2 separate regions of the Cricetulus griseus genome follow, and region 2 is linked to region 1. Evidence: chromatin contacts called from public Hi-C data. All regions are on one chromosome and are shown on one strand. The core of a region is the stretch at or near the end of the contact, and the rest is flanking DNA. Distances in the headings are between cores, read along the strand shown.

The links. Hi-C and Micro-C count contacts between places; a contact is called where the count stands out from the background.
Region 2: a Hi-C map of the CHO-K1 cell line shows a contact between it and region 1, with 2.8 times the contacts expected there. The contact joins two enhancer-like sites. A contact is called at or near these places in 3 of 8 Hi-C or Micro-C datasets (the CHK-Q cell line and the CHO-K1 cell line).

Annotation. Positions count from the first base shown.
Region 1 is chr4:63,446,400-63,449,334 of CriGri-PICRH-1.0, reverse strand. No RefSeq gene overlaps it. Among named protein-coding and RNA genes, the nearest start is that of Tp63, 130 kb to the right of the region's middle. Within about 2 kb of position 1,329, at least 2 of the 6 cell types and tissues checked have open chromatin away from gene starts, as enhancers often do. A contact at or near this core is called in the CHO-K1 cell line, where this site is marked.
Region 2 is chr4:63,588,108-63,591,028 of CriGri-PICRH-1.0, reverse strand. All of the region lies in intron 3 of Tprg1 (tumor protein p63-regulated gene 1 protein), which reads left to right. Among named protein-coding and RNA genes, the nearest start is that of Tprg1, 69 kb to the left of the region's middle. Within about 2 kb of position 1,483, at least 1 of the 6 cell types and tissues checked has open chromatin away from gene starts, as enhancers often do. A contact at or near this core is called in the CHO-K1 cell line, where this site is marked.

The sequences.
Region 1 (2,935 bases), core at 80-2,579:
CAGAGCTGTTTGGCCACTGATCTACCTATTTTCTCTCAACTTGACTGACCACTGTTCCCCGTTTTCTTCTGGTCTAGCCTAGTTCCCTCTCATCCACCAATGACCAAGCCCATGAGAAAAATAAGGCCCTCATTACTGAGAGTCTACCCTAACTATATACCTGATGAAATTAGTTGACATTCAATCAATGCCTTTCCCCCAGGAAGAAAATACAACAGCCCGTGGTGATCAGAAAATGACAGCTATCTCATCTAATCAATGGGTAATGGGGGAGCTCTTATTTAGGTTGTATTTTGGAAAATGGAGTGAAGTTTTAATGAAACATGGAAAATTAGGAGAGTTGTACTGAGTGAGCAATGGTTCAAGGGCATGTGTATATGTGGGGACAGGTTTGGATAATAACACACAGTTCACACAGCTGGAAAAACAATACACCTACAATAGTTGAAGATGTGGGATTTGGTTGAAGATGTGGGATTTGGTTGAAGACGTGGCATTGCAGAACGCCTTGGGCACCAGTGTTTAGAAAAAGGCATGGGTGAGGGCTAGCAGGAGTCCCTTCAGTGGGTATGAACAGAGGTGTGACATGGATAGAAAGGAATATGAGCCTATGATGCAGCTCAGGAGGCACACAATAAAACATGCCAGCTACGGTGGAACACACTTTTAGTTTCAGAGTTTAAGAGGTAAAGGCAGGAGCACCTGGAAGTGGAGGTCAACCTTAGCTGTACAGTGAGCTCAAGGTCAACCTGAGCTTCATGAGACCCTGTCTCTTCTGAACCCCATGGGAAAAGAAATGTTACAATAATTGTCCAAGTAAATGATGGTGAGATCTAAATTTTATAGTGTTAAATCTATCGTGCAAGCAGAAAGTCTCTTGGACTTGACTATTGATTAGCTGCAGAAGACATGAAAGAAAACCATTTGTGGGGTCAAATTATAAAGGCACCTGTTGCCAGGGCTAGAATGCCAAAGAGGCTGTGGATCACATTGAACTTCATGGACACTATGGATAAGTGAGAGTCAACTAGATAAGTGAGAGATGAGCTGAATCTTCAGCTCAATTTTTCTTCCTGGGTTGACGATCCACTGTCTCTGTTATGAGGTGACTGGGCAAACAAGCCACTGAACAAGAGCAGCCTGCAATGAAGAGTGAAGAGCAAAGAGTGGGAAACCTTCCGTGAATACTTTCCTTCAACTCTGCTTGGTTTGGAAACCACGAGTAGAAGCCCAAACCTGTGGCTCCCTTGGATCTCTTCACATCAGAGAGCTACCCGTTGCAAAGCCACAGTAGTTCATTTGCGTCTCAGTTTCACCGCAGGCATCTATCTGACTCATATCGTAGTCAGCCATAGAGGTCAGTACTGCCTCAGAACAAGTCTGGGGTGGAGCGCTGCTCAGCTTCAGTTTGCCTTCTGTTCAAATAGATCTTCATCGTGGAACTGTGACATGGCAAGCATGGGTTTATCTTTTTGTTCTGTAGAAACAATCATTTATAAGCTATAAGTACAGAGATCGTTATTGTGCTTAAGGTTGCAGGGAGTTCAGAGAGTCAGCATAGAGATGGCCCCCTTTCAGTTTTAAATTCAGGCTCAAATGCCCTTTGGAAAACTCGGCAGCCCCTTGGAAGCCGGCGAGAGCTAAAGGAGTGGCAACAAGGCTGAGTTCAGTTCCAGTGAAGTTTCACTTGCAGAAACTTTGGGGAGGTGTTCTAGGAGATCAAGTGGTAGGTCACAGGGTCCCTGTCTGCTGGCACTGTTCAGTCCTGATAAGAAAAAGGCACACAAACAGCTAGGGCAAAAACAATGGGTTTAAGTACATATTTGGGGCTTCATTCAGTTTCTGTGCGGTTAAAAAGATGGGTTTCCAGGTTTTGGCCCCTCTAGTGACATGCTAGGAGAGAGGAGAGATAGGTACCTCTAAGTGGGCCATTCCTTCATAGTCCCAGTGAGCTTAGAAAACAGTACTTTAAAAAGAAAGTGGAACAAGGCTTTTTCCTCAGCTGTCATTAGACACCCTCAAAATCCAAAAAGTAGCCTTAGGGTAGAAGCGCCCTGAGCCAGCACACCCAGGACAAGAAACTGCAGGGCTTGGGGGTCATTGCCAAGTGGTGAGATGAACCTGATAGGGTTCCTAAATAACAGCATGCCCTCAGCCTCAGGCCTGACTTCATGCTATTCCAGTCGTGTGACCTGTCTCCTCCACGGATCTAAGATAACACTTATCGCAGCCGGCCTTGGAATCCGGTTGCTTGTGCGTGGCCCTGCTTTCAGCACTGAATGTGAGCGCAATGACCATGACTTACTCAACTCTATGCCCCAGAACACTTGGCATAGGCCCTGGCCCTCGGCGGATGCCCAGAAACTGTGCAGAGCTGGTTGGAATTTTGGCAGGACTCCTTGCTTCTCACTGGTAAACTTCATGGGTCTTCTTACCTGATTTGCAAAGGATAAAACCCTTCATCTTAGAAAACCTGAATCTGATTTTGGAGACCCTGACTCTAAGAGAAAAATAGAACTGTGATTTCCTTTTTCTAGAAACCTGGGCCAGTCCGTTGCCCTTCCAAACTTATATTTCTGTGGGTGGTTAGAGGGGTGGAAATATAGTATTCTCACTTTTCTCTTTCTTTTATTTTTGCATTGTAAGTTCAAATATTAAATCTTTTTACTCAGTTTCACTTGCTTTATACTGATCCTGGATATAATGCTATTATATCATGTTCTAAATTTGAACAGATACATTGAAAAGATACCAGAGTGAAATACAGAAGAGCAAGCCCAGCACTGCTGTTAATGAGAATCATTATGCATTAACTGGCTGCCACCTTCCAATTACTGAGTAAAAATCTTTTATAAGTAGCAGGGCATTTTCCCCTTTTACTATCTTTTACAATTTTTTGAGGTTTTGATTTTTTAAACTAATTTGTTCTTGGTCT
Region 2 (2,921 bases), core at 234-2,733, 140 kb before region 1:
GGCTGCTAGTTAAAGACATTTTTCTTCACTGCTTTCTCCCCAATGGGAAGTTATTCTACATTATTGGCTCTGTGTGTGAAACCTGGTAAAGCTTCATCTGTCGTGTTATCGTGACAATAAACATGGGTAGCATGTAGAGATAGCAAAGCCGGAAGAGAGAGCCAAATATAAATGAACACTTAGCTGTTGGAGCTGTTGGGCCAACAAGCTCATGAGCTGTGTTCGTGTGAGTTCTGTGTGTGTGTGTGTGTGTGTGTGTGTGTGTGTGTGTGTGTGTGTGTGTGTGTGTGTGTAAGACGGAGAGAGAGAATGCAAGAGACAGACTGACAGACACATTGTGATTTTTGATATCTTAATTATATGGTATAATTTTACAAATATAAAATCAAAAGGTAATTAGTATTTTTCACCATTCTGTGTTTCTGAATGCAAGCCAAACCCTCCCCGGCATGGTTTTCAGGGCTCTTTGCTTCCTAGACAACTATGTTTTGTTCTCAATAACTGTTTTTTCCTAGTTTGACCCATTTTCCAGATTAGATATCTGCTAGTTTCATTGTTTCTCCTTTCTTCCCAGGTCCAAACTATTACCCAGGAAAGACACCTACGCTTTTTAAAGTGGGTTCAAACGCAGGCTGGCTGAGTCCTCTCACACAAGGGATGTCAACAGACATCACATCCCTGTCCAAAAACATGAAGCAGGAAGTATGGAATTTTCTGTCTCAGCCAGTGGATGCACTGTGTTATTTTGGGTGGTGGGTCATCCAGGGGCTCGTGAAGTCATATCTTGTGGGCGTTTGTCGGTTCTTTCAGCAAGCTAGGCCATTGTTGGCTTCTGCTTCCATACTCTCTTCAAACACTGTATCTGCCTGGACATGCAGCTAAGGAGTCAGAGAGAGTGGGGGAGAGGGTGCCATGGGCCAGGTCTTACACGTTTTGTTTTTCTCGTTCTTTTCCATCTCCTCTTTTTCTCTCAGATCTTCTCTCTCCTTAGCTTTTCTCTCCCTGTGTCCCTCCCTCCTTCTTCCTCTCCTCCTCTAGTTTTCTCTCCTTCCTCTCTCAATTCTTCATTTCCTGTCCGTCCTCCTCTATTTCTGTCATTGGTAGCTGGCTTTAATGAAATGATGTTTTCTGGCCTCTCTACAGGTTGCCTGAAGCACTCCGAGACCCACTTTCCCCTCCTCCTTGTTTTGATTCCTCCGAGCAGGCACACACAGCTGGTCCCTTTTTCTTTTTGAGTAAAACCACAATCTACTCAGCAAATCACTGCTTTTCGTTTTTGTTGGCTGGAGGGGGAAGGAACAGATAGGTAAGATGAGGGTTTGCAGCGAGGGGGATGGGACGATAATGACAGACTTGCTGATAATTAATATTTTCTGTCTCTGAATAGTGAAAGTCTTGTCCAAGTCCCCCAGCCAAACTCAAGTTAAACTCTTGGTGTGTGGGTTTAAGTGCTCTGGAGTCTGGCATGCTGGGGCTGGCTCAGAAGGGGTGATGCTGTATGTGTGGAATTTGTGGTTCTCTTTTATTGTTATTACAGAGTAAACTGTGCATATCTGAAAAGGAAACTTTAAATCAACCCACTCGCATGGCAAATTTGTGTACTGGGTCTTCATGACCTAGCCCATCATTTAAACTACCAGAAATTTTATATATTAATTATTAAAGATTGGTGATACTGTAGCTACAAGTCCCCCCCTCTTTTTTTTTTAAATAAAACACTCGTGCCTTGTGTTTGTGCCAGTTTTTCTTTAATGCAAGAAATGTCCTGAAAGTGAGTGGCGGGTAACAATTTCCAGACCCATTTGATGGCTTTCAGCTTTGCTAGAGTTTAAGTTTGAAATGCCTCCCACATGGCTCTCGGGTTCTATTCAGTTATTTTCTTTCAAAAAGCCAAGGTATCATTTCTTATCAGTAATAGAAATTAATGAATAAGACAAGACTTTTCTACAATATGATTTATTGGGAATGTTTGATGCTGTGAAATTAAAGTGCTTTACTTTTTAATGACTGTTTTAGTGGGGAGTAGCTGAGTACATTTAGCATTTCCTTACTACAAAGCAGACGTTTGCAACAGTTCTCTTATAAACAACAAAGGATGGGATGGGTGGGCTCCTGAGAGCCAAGAGAGAAGGCTGCAGGTGAGGAGCGGTCACAGTGCCTATGCCTGCCACTCAATTAATGACATTATGAACACCAAGGGTGGCCAGATATCATTACCTCAGGGTTTGTTTAATCTTCACTGTAACTCTCACAAGGTAGCTTACTCTCTCATTTTTAAAAAGGAGACAAAGTCAGACAGGCAGTGACTACATTACTTGTTTAGGTCACAGAGTGGGCAAGTAAAGCCAGTATTCAAACCTGAAACTTGGGTAAGATCTGTAAAGAACAGGGTAGAGTGGCTAACACTTCACATTTATCCACAGCCATTTTCAGGCTATAATGAAAACAAGGTGTTTGGAGCCAGCCCCTCCTGTGACTGTATAGCATGGCCAGTGGGATTGAACAAAGCCAGGTGCTACAAGGATGTGTGTAGAAGCAGTTCTGTCCAGGTCTCCTAACTTTGGGCCAATATTTCTTCTAAACTAGATAAAATGACCTGCCCATTCCTCCCTTTCTCCAAATCCTTTTGCTCCCTTTCACAGGTCTTGCTTTTTCTTAAACTTTATTGTTTTCTTACAAAACTAGTTTCACACTCATCGAGAATATGCTGCTGGGCACTGGCTTATGAATTATCTCACAGGGTCTGGAAGACCTGGACCTATGACCAACTGGCCCATGTTGTATAGAGTCCCATTCTAGAGACACTGTGCAGCCTCTCTGGAGGCTGAGGTGGAAAGTCCCTTCCAGGACACCTGTCCTGATGTAGTCCATCTATTTGTGCACAGTAGAATGCTTCAAGCCAATGAAGTAGGACCAGATTA